Regions from separate parts of the Mus musculus genome. Here all the other regions are linked to region 3. A link is a contact called in public Hi-C and HiChIP or PLAC-seq data. All regions are on one chromosome and are shown on one strand. The core of a region is the stretch at or near the end of the contact, and the rest is flanking DNA. Distances in the headings are between cores, read along the strand shown.

Region 1 (3,329 bases), core at 627-3,126, 350 kb after region 3:
GTACACTGTAGCTGTACAGATGGTTGTGAACCTTCATTTGGTTGTTGGGAATTGAATTTTTTAGGACCTCTGCTTGCTCTGGTCAACCCTGCTCTTTCCCATTAGCCTTGTTCAATACGGTCAGCCCTGCTCCAATCGGCCCTGCTCGCTCAGTCTCTGCTTGCTCAAAGATTTATTATACATAAGTATACTATAGCTGACTTCAGACACACCAGAAGAGGGCGTCAGATCTCATTATGGATGGTTGTGAGTCACCATGAGGTTGCTGGGAATTGAACTCAGGACCTCTGGAAGAGCAGTCAGTGCTCCTAACCACTAAGCCATCTCTCCAGCCCCAGGACCCTGTCTTGAAGGGAGGGTGCACTTGATGTGTTAACTGAGCTGGTAACATGTTTAGGGACCCAGGTTCAGTCTGTAGAACCTAAACACAGAGCTGAGCTCAGTGGTGAGGTGGGGAGCAGGTACAGGCAGACCCTGGAAGCTGGTGGAAGAATGGACTGCAGAGATGCCACAGAGCACTTGCTGGACTGGAAGAGGATCTGAGTTTTGTGTCCTATCTGTGGCCACCTGTAGCTAGCCCGGGTGTCTTGACACCCTAGGCTCTGCATCAGGAAACTCAGTCTCTGTAGTCTGTCCTCTATCATGTGAGTACTATAGCCGTGTTCCATAAAAAAGACTGACCTGAAGCTAGGCAGGCACAGAGCTTAAGAGAAGGTGGAGTGACCGCCTTGCAGAACCTAGTGTGGACAATGAAAGGAGAAATGACATGCCCAGCTGTGCCTGTGGAGAGTTCTGGGGTTTGGTCCAGTGTGAGCTATGGAGGGTGGCAGAGTGAAAATTTCAGCCCCCAGGTAGCTTAAGTCTCCGTCCTCCTGCCTTAGCTTCTTCAATGTTGGAATCAACAAGTGTGCTACCATGTTCTGCCCTCCAGGCTTATGTTTTATTGGGATGTGTTCCTGCTAGGCTCCCAAACACCCCATATTTCCAGCTGGGGTGATGTGTTAGGGGACATGATGAGTTCTTGACATCACCTGTCTCGTGCTGACCTCACATTGTTCTGCTCATTTCAGGCATTGGAGGCGGAGGAGAAAGAGATGGACACCCCAGACTCAGCCTCAAGGGTCTTCTGTGGCCGCTTCCTCAGCATGGTGAACACTGATGATGTCAATGCCATAATCCTGGCCCAGAAGAATATGTGAGCAGGCCATGGGAGGCATGGGAAGGGTCCTACTATCTCCCCCAAGCCCTGCCCAGGATGTGGTAAAGAAAACGAGCTCCAGGCTCTAATCTTGGCATGGGATCAGATCTTGGAGCTGTGCATGACAGGGCCAAGTGGTTCTGTCCCCAGGCCAGGGCTGGGAGGGCTGGAGAGACAGGAATACTCAGAGGCTCTTCTGGGCTAGCTTTTGGCATTGGCACCCAGAGCCCAGTTTGGGTATGCAGGGAGCCTTGTTCAGGATGCTTCATTCCCTTGCTGGGACAGCTTCACCCTGAATTTAGCTTTTGAAGGTGACTTGGTGGTGTTTGCTAAGCATGCAGATGCTCCAAGTCCGTTCTAGTAGCTAGCTCCATGTTCATAACACAGCCTTCAGCCAGATGCGGCAGTCTTCTAGGGCTCTCTGCCTCAGATTATTTACTTCATTATTTCCTGTTTGGGGGTTTTGTTTTGTTTTTTTAGGTTTTGTCACCATGGCCAGGATTCTCTCCTGGTTCTTTAGGTTAGGTTCGGATATGGTCACGTAAACTCCCAGACTAACAGTGACAAAATCAAACGGGAACTGTCCTGGCCCTTGGGATTGACTTGGGGTTTACACAGTGTAACAAGGAGCAGTCAGCTTGAGGAGTGAGTGATTCTGAGAAAGGCGGCTCACAACTGTGACTCATGTTCCCTGGGTCCCACACCTTCTGGCGTCTGTAAGCACTATATATACATGTTCCACAGAGGAACACAGGCCAAGTACAGAATAGAAAATAAGTCTGGGTCTGGTGCAGTGGCGCACAGCTTTAACTCCTTCATTCATGAGCTCCAAGCCAGTCAAGGCTACATAGTGAGATACTGACTCAAAAAAAAAAAAAAAAAATCTTATAAAAGGTCAGCTAGCCAGGCGTGGTGGCGCACACCTTTAATCCCAGCACTCGGGAGGCAGAGGCAGGCAGATTTCTCAGTTTGAGGCCAACCTGGTCTACAAAGTGAGTTCCAGGACAGCCAGGACTACACAGAGAAATCCTGTCTCAAAACAAACAAACAAAAAGGTCAGCTAATAAATAAACACATGTCAGCTTTGTGACTGGATGTAGTGGCACAAGCCTATAATCATAGTGCTTCTCTAGAGGCCATTTAAGGTCTGTTTAGAACATGAAGTAGCTCCCAGACCAGGCAGCATCCTGTCAGAACTAATGCATGCTAAAGAACTCCGTGAAGGAGTCAGGCTGCAACAAAGAGTACCTCTGAATAGGGCTTTCAGCTGAGCAGGAGTTGGGTGATCTGAACAGTAGATAGAATTCTTGAGGCCTTGGCTCTGTAATTAAATGCAGAGGCTGTGACTCTCAGGGATTAGCTCGGGCTGAGGGGGCTCCTAGGCCTGATGCAAAGGCCCTTGCCCTCTCCCCCTAGGCTGGACCGCTTCGAGAAAACCAACGAGATGCTTCTGAACTTCAACAATCTGTCCAGTGTGCGGCTGCAACAGATGAGTGAGCGCTTCATGCACCATACCCGCACCTTGGTGGACATGAAACGGGATCTGGACAGCATTTTCCGAAGGATCAGGTGGCCCCTCCCCCCAGCCAGATGCCTCCTCAGCCTGTCTTACAAGCAAGCACATCTTCCCCAAACCACTATTCCCCAATACCCCACTATTAGCCCTTTCTGTCTGTCACCCAACTTGCTTTAGATGTCCAGCTCCTCCACTCTGAAGCTCTGCCTATCACCTCCCAGATTTTACCCAGGAGCCTTTGCTAGCCTCTGCCTCCTTAGTGTCTTCTGAAGCCACACCTTTCCCCTTAAGTCCTTGCCCTACACTCTCTCCTCCCTCCCCTCTGAGGCTCCCTCCTCTTCTCTCCACTGGCTCTGCCCTCTGTCTTCTCCAGCCCAGAGAATTCTGGTTGTTTTACAAGGTAGATCTGACCTCTGAGGGAGTAATCTGGAAGTAGTGAGTCTACCCCCCACCCCCACCCCGCCTCCAATCCCACCCACTCCCACTTGTTTTTGAGACAGGGTTTCTCTCTGTGTAGCCTTTGCTGTTCTGGGACTCCCTCTGTAGAATAGGCTGGTCTCAAACCCAGAGATCCATCTGCCTCTGCTTCATGGGTGCTGGGATTGAAGGCGTAGG
Region 2 (3,149 bases), core at 93-2,592, 330 kb after region 3:
ACAGCAGTGACTCATGCTCTGGCCCAGCTGTTTCTGAGAAAAGCCCTGGTTCTCCAGGACTAGTCAGAATGGCCCAAGGGGAAAGACTACAGGTTGGAATTCTAACCAGGAAGAGTGGCTGGGCTGGTCACTCAGTGGCTGCCACCCAAATCCTCACCACCTCTTCCTTCTCACCTGCAGGGGCACTTTCTGCCCCTTTTGACAAGGGAAGAAGGACTTTTTCCAAAGAGATTCAACCTGTTCTAGGAAGGAAAAAACTAAAACCCGGGCACGGGCAGGAAGTGGCTCAAAGAAGTGAAGGGAAGACATGCAGGAAGAGGTAGGCTCCCCAGATCACTGAATGGGGAATAAATTCCTGGCTTGGCCAATGGTGCAGCACATGTCCTGGGCAGGAAGAAAACCACATTCTTTCCTAGTTACTCTCTGTTCACTCGACCGCGTCAACACCCCCCGAGCCAGCACAGGCAAACACACATCCCAGACACAGACTCAACACCCCAGTCACTTTAGTAAGATGAACCCTCAAGCCACTTCCCCTGGGGTCCTGCAACTTCTGTCTCAGTGGATGGATGCAGGGTGATACCGTGGCTTGGGTGGGGCATCAAGGTGTGACCCAGAGTGAGGCACAGGAAAGAGGGACACAGCCAGGATCCCTAACCCCACTCCCAAGCCAGGAGGCAGTACCAAAAAGCCTGGAATTTCTCCCAGATGAAGAGTGGAAAATGGAGAGACCAAGTGTGGTGGCTACAGTTGCCTCCTGCTGAGTGCCCAGGGGAGGAAGCCCCCATGGCTAACACAACCACCTCCGTCGGTGAGAAAAACACAACAGCCTTGTCCAAAATATCCAGGGAAACAGGGTTACAAGAGTGGCAGGATCTGGGGCCAGGCAGTAAGTTTCTGTCAAACTACCCCTTCTATGAGTGGATCCAAACACACCTGTCATCCCAGCACTTAAGAACCTAAGGCAGGAGGATGGCCGTCAGTTCAGGGACAACCTGAGCTACATAGAAAGGACCTATTTTTAAAAAAAGAGACAAGAGTAGAGCCAACCTGAAGGATGTCACTGGGGCTGGTCAAGGTATCGCCAGGTGTGGACGCGCGGCCTTGTCCCCCACAGGTCCCCGCAAGTGTCTCCCCACGGCGCAGCCTACCCGCCAGGACGCCGCAAAGCTCACCTGGTGGGCCCGGTAGCTTTCAAAAGCCTTCAAAGCACTGTCGGTGAGCTTCACGTGGAACACCGACACCCTGCTGCCGTCGCTCACGCGCCCACACGACAACCCGTAACTCCTAGCCTCCTTCAGCGCCGCCATCTTGCAACCATCACTCCCCCGCCCCCCTCCTCAGCGACTGCGCCCGCACGCCGGCCTGACCCGCCCCGCCCCGCCGCGCCGCCCGCCGACGTGCTGCATTATTCATGAGGCCAGCATAGCCACGCCCCACTCCGGGCGCGCGTGCCTTCTTTGACAGAGCTGAGGAACATTTTGCCTCGGGCCCGCACAGATGGCCACGCCCCCAAGCACTTACAGGCCCGCTCTCGGGACCGGAGACTGTGAGTCTTGCTGTATTATTCAAGAAGAGAGGTTAGCCACGCCTTCCCGCGCGCTCCAAACCCGCCTTCAAAAACTAACCACAGCGCAACTGGCCACTCCCTAAGGGTCTCGCGAGGCCAGTCATAGCCTTAAAACAGCTCTTCAGAGCTCTCTAAGAAACTTCCCTCCCTTGCAAACAACTCCCATGCGCGTGCGCCAGTTCACAGACAGGCTCCTCCTACCTGACGACTCCTCCTGCATTATTCATGAGACGAAGGCAGCCTCGACCCCAAGACTGCAGGAAACCCATCCTCATCCCAAACCCAGCAAAGCCCTCTCAGCCTCGCGACCTGTCGCGTGAGTGTGTTATTTATGAGAAACTGGCCGTGATCTCCGACGTGTTGGTAGACTGCCAGGCCGCGACGACGAACACGTTTGTTCGCAGTTGCCAGCCAGATCTAGATGGTCACTCATATGCAGCGAGCCCACCCCGCCCCCAGTGAAAAAAAAATCACCTTAAAGAAACATATTTAGCCACGCCTACACGCGTTGAAGCCCGCCTCCTCTACCAGCCCTATGCCACGCCCCCAAACGCCCATGGAACCCTGCGTCACCGAGGAACTGCTCCCCAAGCGCTCCGCGTTTGGCCACGCCCCCAAACTCCCGTAAAGCCCGCCTACCGACTTGCTGTATTATTCATGAAGCAGGCGTGGCCACTCCCCCACCCCGTGCTTGCTGATTTTCCCAGACCACCGCTTGCCCGCCAAACGCCCAACTGATACGCCCCCCGCAGTCGCAGGGTCTGCCCTACTTCAGTTCATGCACTGGGCTACATAGTCAGACCCCAAGCTCCCGAGGCCCTCCCCAGAAGCCTCAGCCGCTGGGCAAGCTGAGTTATTCAGGAGTTGCCGCTGCCGCGTTTCAAAAACCAATTTTCAAGGGTTTCCCACCCAACTGACTTAAGATCCCTGACCGCTTGACCGACGTGGCCTATTCCCCACCCGCTCATAAGTATAAGAGCTGACGGTTCCATCTTTCCAAGCTCCTAACCTCGCCGCTACATGTGTTACTCATGAACCCTTAACACTTGAACTTGGGCCTTTCAGCTTGATATTTATGCTTTTTTTCCGCGTTCCTTGGGTGGAGTCTAGGCACAGCTCTCCAGAGGGTCAAGTGCCAGGCCTGCTCGCACCAGGACGGAGTGGGCGTCTGTTGAGGCTTGTGGTGGGCGTGGTTACATAAACCAAGTGGGCGTGGGCTTGCCCGGTCCAGCTAATAGGGGGGATCCCCAGAACCAGGGCAAGAACTGTGGAAACAGGATGAAGTGCTGATTATGTCTGATGCTAAAAGTTCAACAACTGGATGAATATCCCACACGTCACGCGCTGGTTTTCCAATAAACAACTCTTAACGCAACATCCAACACGTACTCAATGTTGCACAACCGACACCACTGACTGTTCCAGAATATTTCTATCAAAGGAAAGCCTGGTCCTCATTTGCAGTTTTTCCTGTTCCCTCTCTGTCACCTGGCAACTCTGATCTGCTTGTCTTTGTGGGTATTTCATAGTGCGGTCCTACAACCTGAGGCCTTTGAGGTGTGATTGTTGTCAAGGATCA
Region 3 (3,355 bases), core at 116-2,615:
GTGTGCTGGGCTCAACAGGAGGCCATCCTCCTCTGGGGTCCGTGCAGTCACTGCAGAGGCTGATCACCTGCAAAAGGCCCAAGAAAGCCAACATTAGCAGTCCACAAACTGAAACACCACGCCGAGAGTTGTGTGCCTTTCCTTTTGTGCTTCTCAAAGTCCACCACACGGACGGGGAGCCAGCTCCGGCTGCTGTTAGGGTGAGGATGGGGCAGCGCCTCTTCCCGCAAAGCCATCTTTCCTGCTCTGCATTCCCGCTCACAGTAATAGACTCCTCGAACTGAACCTTCTGCTTTCTTTCCTACAGGGCCATGCCTGCCATTCCAGCGCCTGGGACAATGAGGCAGGGGGACCAGTTCAGGGTCATTCACGGCTCCAGAAACTCCAAGGATGACCGGATGTGGCAGTAACTGTGTCAGAGATGCACAAAATCCTAAGTATTGCAGACTAAGATGAAGTTAATCGTCAATGAAGCAACAGAAGCATCAAAAAAGAACTAGGGGAGGGGGGAGTAAAGAAAAGCAAAAGATTAAGCAGTGCCAGTCGGCTTCAGCAACAAGGCGGGGGCTGACTCGGGCAGCAGCGGACGCCGAGCAGCTGGGATCTCTCTGTGTAGCCCTGGCTGTCCTGGAACTCACTCTCTGTAGACCAGGTTGGCCTCGAACTCAGAAATCCGCCTGCCTCTGCTTCCCGAGTGCTGGGATTAAAGGCGTGCGCCACCACCGCCCCGCGCCGGCTTGTGATTTATTTAGCAATTCAGTTATGTTCAATTATTTTTGAGATAGTGTCACTTTCGGCCTAGGTCTGCAGTCAGTCCTTCTGCTTCGGGCCCCATAGTGCTGGAATGAATGACACCATGACGGCCATGTCGGTTGCATTTAGTCTAATCCAACTTCTACTCCGTCTGACCCTCAGTTTCCCGACTCAGACAGGGCAAGGGATGTCTTCTCACTTTTGCCCTGAGTTGGAGGAGCCATTGGCCTGACAAAGAGCCCAGAGCAGCCAGGCCCGCACCCCGGGTGGGCCACTGACGCCCCCTGGTGGCACAGCAACCACATCCCGGCCGTCGCCACAGGGCTGGGGCCGGCCTCCCCATCTTTTCTCCGGGCAGCGGCCATCTTGGTGAGGTCACCGTTATGGAGTTTAGCGTTTATCTTCCGTTTTTGTTCACCAATATCTGAGATGGGCCGATAACGTGTTATTCTTGAAAACATTTTGCTTGGAAAGAAGGAGAGCTGGCAACACTGGTTTAGTATTTTGGCTCAGAGAAAAACTCCTACAGACTCTACCAAGATGGCGGCATTCGAGAACGTCATGAGTAGAGCGCCACCGAAAGTTGAGTACGCAGGCGCGGCGACGTCATTGACACGCGACCGAGCCGGTGCCGGGGGAAGAGGTAGGAACGGCTGTGGCGCGGGCGGAGCCGGGTTGCGGGGCACGCTGGGCGGGCGCGGCTCGGCCTGGGGGTCCTGCCGGCGGGAAGGCGGAACTGGAGATGGGGTGCCCGGTGGTGGGTGCTCCCAGCGCGCAGGCGCAGAAGCTCGCGGGGAGTTCAGCCAGTTTCCGGCCCAGGTCGAGCCGGGAGGGCTTCCTGGAGGAGGAGGAGTAGGAGTTTTCTGTCACTTTCCTCCTGCCGCGCGGCCTGGCAGTCATGGGGAACCACGTAGGCACTTTTCGAAGGGGATTATTTAGAGTCCTGGGCTCATTTTGTAGTCTAGGCTGCCTCGAACTCAGTGTAATTCTCCTACTTCAGCATTGCTAAGTGCTGGAATCACAGGCGTGGGCCCACGATGCCCGGCCTCGGACCCTAGGTAGGTCCGGAAACTGAGGTGGTGGTGCGGATCTGATCAGGTCCCTAGTGAGGAGGGTCCTTTGCTGTCCGTGCTCGCGGACTCCTTAATGCCCCCAACTTGCTGATGACGATGGTTTGTTAAATGACATATATACAGTAGACATTCAGTCAGGAAGATTCTGAGTTCCAGGATAGCCTGGGCAAGATACCGAGGCTCTTTCTGGATACAAATGACTCCGGATACCCACTCCACACCCACACACCCACAACGCCACCACCAAATGCCTTAAAGAGAAATTTCCGGTCTGGGAACGTCAGGAGCTCTTGGTCGGCCTTCTCTGGTGCTACACCTGAACTGGTTTCTTTCTTTCTTTCTTTCTTTCTTTCTTTCTTTCTTCCTTTCTTTCTTTCTTTCTTTCTTTCTTTCTTTCTTTCTTTCTTTCTTTCTTTCTTTCTTTCTTTCTTTCTTTCTTTCTTTCTTTCTTTCTTTCTTTCTTTCTTTCTTTCTTTCTTTCTTTCAAGATTTATTTATTATATGTGTGTACACTGTAGCTGTCTTCAGACACTCCAGAAGAGGGCATCAGATTTTTGTTACGGATGGTTGTGAGCCACCATGTGGTTGCTGGGATTTGAACTCAGGACCTTTGGAAGAGCAGTCAGTGCTCTTAACCACTGAGCCATCTCACCAGCACCCTGGTTTGTTTCTTGAGGGATGCTCTGTATGGCCTAGGCTGGCCTGGAGCTTAGAGGTATCCACCTGTCCCAGCGTGGCAGCCATGCCTCTAGTCCCAGCCAGCCTTGCCCTGAAGTTTCAGCAGGAGTTTATTGGGTTAGAAGAGAAACATGAGCCCAGCATAATGCTGCATGCCTGTCATCCTGCTGAGGCAGGAGGATGGAAAGTTTCAGGCTGGGTGTGAGGTCCTGAGGGCAGGGCTGGTGGGTGTATTTGAAGGCTCAAACGAGGCAGGTGTGCCTCTCACAGGGAAGACCTAGTGAGGAGCTTGGGAGTCAGGGACTGTTTGGGGTCCAGCTGGGGTGCCTACCCCATGATACGGGGTCAGAATTCACAGCATCCCTATGAGAAAACTGAGGCCAACAGGAGCGCCTTGACCACAGGGACCCAAGTTGCCACGGTCCTCCTTGCGCTTTGTCTGATGGCCCATTTGAGGCCAGACAGTGCTTAGGAGCCAGTCAGGGCCCTCACCCTTCATGAACTGGCCTCATAGCCTGCTCTCATGATCCCTGCCCACATGGTGTTCACACCCAGCAGTGCCCACGGGAGCTGAATGGGACTTTGTAAGCCAGATAGGAGTGTGTCCCCAGCCCTGCCCCCTCCTCTTTCCTACCCCTCACTCACCCACCAGAGCTTCCATGGACCCCAATGAACACACAGCCTCATTCCTGCCACTGGACCTTTGCATGCTCTGAGCTGTCTGTGGGGAGTGTCTCCTGATAGGATGCACAGGGTCTCCTGTAGAGGGAACAGAGGGCCTGAGGGTGGGAATTCCCTGGTGGTCCCCGGCCACTCAGAACTGTCTCCCTCACTCTGAAGCACTGGGCGGG
Region 4 (3,094 bases), core at 253-2,752, 450 kb before region 3:
GGTGTCAGGTTCCTGGAATTGGTTGTGAGGTGCCATATGGGTGCCGGGAATCAAACCCATGTCCCTTTTGAGCATCTCCAGTCCCCAATTTATGTTTTTTGGGGACAGGGTCTCACAGAGCCCTGGCTGAGCCTGAACTTATCTCCCTGCGAGTGCCAGGATGACAAGTGTGTGTCAGCACATCAGATTTATGTGGTGCTAGGATGCAACAGAGCGTTTTGTACACTAGACAAGCCCTCTGTCACCAGTTACAGCCTCAGCCTTGCAAACTATGGTTTCATTTCTTTACATTTAATTTTGTGTGTGTGGCTATGCTCATGGGAATGAAGGGGGCCTGGAGGGCAGTGGCTTCCCATGTCCTGGAGCTGCAGTCACAGTGGATGTGAGGGTGCTAAGGACTGAGCTCCACCCGCTGGAAGAGTGGAACCCAGCACCTCTCCTATTACACAGTGCATGTAGCCAGACATACACAGACAGCAGCAAGAGAGGGACAGCTCAGAGATGACAGGAGGAAGTATGCAGTAGACAGAAGTCCCCCACTTGTCCCCTGTACTGAGAGGCTGCCACTGTCTTGGGCTAGGCAGGCTGCCTCATTTTGCAGCCAAGAAACAAGGGCAAGAAAGAATGGTGGAGACAGGAGGTACCTTTAAGAGCTGGGAGAGGGTGTCCAACACCTCTGGAGGACCGACCTCCAGGCCTTCATCTCGGCCTGTGGCTCTCTTCTTGTAGGTGACATTGCCAAGGTACAGGATGGCTGAGAGGACAGAGAAGATCCTGGGACAGGAGAGGTTACTGCAGTCTGCATCATCTGTACTTGTTTCTGCTGCAGAGCCTGGCTAAGGGTGCTCTCCACTTCACACTCCTGTACCCACTCCTGAGTCCCACTGTCAAGCACTGATGCAAACTTAAACTTTTTTGCTTGTGTTTGCTAATAGATAGGGTTTTGTTTAGCTTTGGCTCGTTTTGAACTCAGTATAGAGATCAGACTGGTGTTGAACTTCCAAGCATCTCTCTTTTGCCTTTATTTCTTTAAGATTAGGCTTCACTATGCAGCAAAGGCTGACCTTGAACATACAACCTTCATGCCCGAAATCTCTCTAGTATAAGGATGGCAGCTGTGCAGATCTTCAATTGGTCTGAACAGCTGCCCCCCAGCTCATGGCTGCAGCCCTCACCTGTGTTCTACATGGGATCCCGCCTACTCTCTATGGGGCTGCCTGTCTGATTTCCAGAGGAACTGGTTGTCACCAGGTGGCTCAGCAGCCCACTTACTGCTTCTTGGTGGCAGGCAGGAAGCCCACCATCTCCATGGCCTGCTGAAGCCTTTCAAAGTCATGTTTGAGGTCTTCTCCATCTTCAATATTCAAGTTATGCTGAAAAATAAAATAAAGGCGTGGGCACTTTGGCACTTCCTGCTGGGAGGGCAGAGAGCAGGGAGAGTCAGGATGGACAGGAGGAGGCCAGGGCTGGGAATGAATGGCTGCCTTTGTGTGTGTGTGCTCAGGGCTGGGCTGGGGCCCAGCATGGCCAGGCTGGCAGCCTCTGACCTCCCTGTGGCAGACAGCCTTGGGTACAGTGGTGGCGCCATGGCTGTAGCTGTTTACCTGGTTGAGGTAGAAATAGTCTTGAGGCTGCTTCAGCTGAAATTCCAGGCGCTCCTCCTCACTGACACCCAGCAGCAGATAATAAAACACATGGTAGTTCCTGTAGGTGACCAGCAGAGAGTCAGTGCCCAGCCAGGCCCACAGCAAAGGAAAGGGTACATCAAAAGGTTATAGTGTGGGGGGTATGGCTCAGCTGGTGAAGCCACCAGTTGCCAAGTCAGAGGACCCCCATGTTCAATCATTGGGACACATTTGGTAGAAAGAGGGAACTGACTCCCTGAAGTTATCCTTTAACCACACATGTATGTACACACACACACACACACACACACACACACACACACACACACACACACACACACACTGAAATAAACAGATATAAAAATATAATTACAAAAAATAGTATTGGTCAATGTGATGGTGCACACCTAAAACACCAAGCACTCTGGAGGCAGAGGCAGGAGAATCTCTGTGAGTTTGAGGCTAGCCTGGTCTACAGAGTGAGTTGGAGGAGACCATGGCTATACAGAGAGACCCTGTCTTAATAAGAAATATCAAAGTTTTAAGTATTGTTAGAAAGTGGGAACTTCTCGGGTGAGCGGAGCTAGGGCAGAAGTCTCACTGACTAGTTGACACCAGTTTGCTGCTGGGAGACAGGGCCTTACCCTCTAGCCCAGCCTGGCCTGGAACTAATAGATCCTCCTGCCTCAGCATCTAAGTGCTGGCTCACAGACTGTGCAGTTGTGCCAGCTCTGAGGTATTACCAGGATATAGTTCCAGATGGCACTAAATAGCCTGGGGCATCAATTCTCAGGGTGGGCTGTAATGGGCGAAAGGTTGGAGCCCATGGCAGCAAGTGTGTGGAACGGAAGGAGAGGGTAAGTTTAGACTCCAACCACGGCTTCCCCTAAGGGGCCCGGAACACTTACTTCACCCTGTGAGCTTGAGTAGGACTGTATTGTGCCAAATACCATATCCCAAGTGCTAGAGAGTTGGCCATTCTTACAGAGGACCCACGTTAGTTCCCAGGATCCACATGCTGGTTAACAATCCCCTGTAACTCTTCTTCCAGGGGTCCTACTGCCCTCTTCTGACCTCCCAGGTTACCAGGCACACAGGCAGTGTACTTACAGACACTCAGGCAAAACACCCATACATATTAAAAAAGAAGAAATGAATCATGCCCTACCGCTCATCCTTCTCCTGGGAAACCAGGCGAGACTTTTCAAGAAGGTATTTTTCCACAACAGCTCTGTCATAAAAGAAAAAGAGGGAAAAAAGATATTACATTTTAGTGTTGATATTTCTTTAACACTAAACATTTTGTTTCAACCAGAGTTGATGATGCAATCAAGAACCATAAATTTCAAGGAAACACTGTTAGCACTGTGCCACTCTTCTAGCCCTCACTGGGCAATTCTAGGCAGGGCTTCACTCCCTGAGATCCTTACTGTAGGATTCTGTGGCCATTCTTTATGTCTAAGCCAAGA

Evidence for each region. Hi-C and Micro-C count contacts between places; a contact is called where the count stands out from the background. HiChIP or PLAC-seq counts read pairs in DNA pulled down with a chosen protein or histone mark.
Region 1: an HNF4G HiChIP or PLAC-seq map of pancreatic cancer cells shows a contact between it and region 3. The contact joins the enhancer-like site here to the promoter of Ccdc124 in region 3. A contact is called at or near these places in 2 of 39 promoter capture datasets (pre-B cells and stem cell-derived epiblast-like cells), 3 of 484 Hi-C or Micro-C datasets (CD4 T cells, neutrophils and uterus), 2 of 115 datasets of contacts at active chromatin or transcription factors (memory CD8 T cells and pancreatic cancer cells) and 1 of 9 other capture datasets (liver).
Region 2: a contact with region 3 is called in a Hi-C map of CD4 T cells, with 4 times the contacts expected there. The contact joins the promoter of Ell here to the promoter of Ccdc124 in region 3. A contact is called at or near these places in 2 of 39 promoter capture datasets (embryonic stem cells and pre-B cells), 3 of 484 Hi-C or Micro-C datasets (CD4 T cells, natural killer cells and uterus), 2 of 115 datasets of contacts at active chromatin or transcription factors (memory CD8 T cells and pancreatic cancer cells) and 1 of 9 other capture datasets (liver).
Region 4: an HNF4G HiChIP or PLAC-seq map of pancreatic cancer cells shows a contact between it and region 3. The contact joins the enhancer-like site here to the promoter of Ccdc124 in region 3. A contact is called at or near these places in 7 of 115 datasets of contacts at active chromatin or transcription factors (the NIH/3T3 cell line, astrocytes, embryonic midbrain and 4 more).

The regions. Positions count from the first base shown.
Region 1 is chr8:70,517,803-70,521,131 of GRCm38.p6, reverse strand. It overlaps Kxd1 (KxDL motif containing 1), which reads left to right. Exons shown (of 5, transcript NM_029366.2): 2 at 1,071-1,195; 3 at 2,615-2,767. The coding sequence starts at 1,095. Among named protein-coding and RNA genes, the nearest start is that of Kxd1, 3.7 kb to the left of the region's middle. Within about 2 kb of position 1,876, at least 10 of the 459 cell types and tissues checked have an H3K27ac peak or open chromatin away from gene starts, as enhancers often do. A contact at or near this core is called in pancreatic cancer cells, where this site is marked.
Region 2 is chr8:70,537,868-70,541,016 of GRCm38.p6, reverse strand. Ell (elongation factor RNA polymerase II) reads right to left here and starts at 1,342. Exons shown (of 12, transcript NM_007924.2): 1 at 1,176-1,342. The coding sequence starts at 1,310. Gm51534 (a long non-coding RNA gene) reads left to right here and starts at 1,488. Exons shown (of 2, transcript XR_003947400.1): 1 at 1,488-1,549.
Region 3 is chr8:70,871,500-70,874,854 of GRCm38.p6, reverse strand. It overlaps Ccdc124 (coiled-coil domain containing 124), which reads left to right and starts at 1,365. Exons shown (of 5, transcript NM_026964.3): 1 at 1,365-1,396.
Region 4 is chr8:71,321,544-71,324,637 of GRCm38.p6, reverse strand. It overlaps Myo9b (myosin IXb), which reads right to left. Exons shown (of 40, transcript NM_001142322.1): 4 at 2,794-2,856; 5 at 1,605-1,704; 6 at 1,273-1,373; 7 at 645-774. Among named protein-coding and RNA genes, the nearest start is that of Use1, 44 kb to the left of the region's middle. Within about 2 kb of position 1,502, at least 23 of the 459 cell types and tissues checked have an H3K27ac peak or open chromatin away from gene starts, as enhancers often do. A contact at or near this core is called in pancreatic cancer cells, where this site is marked.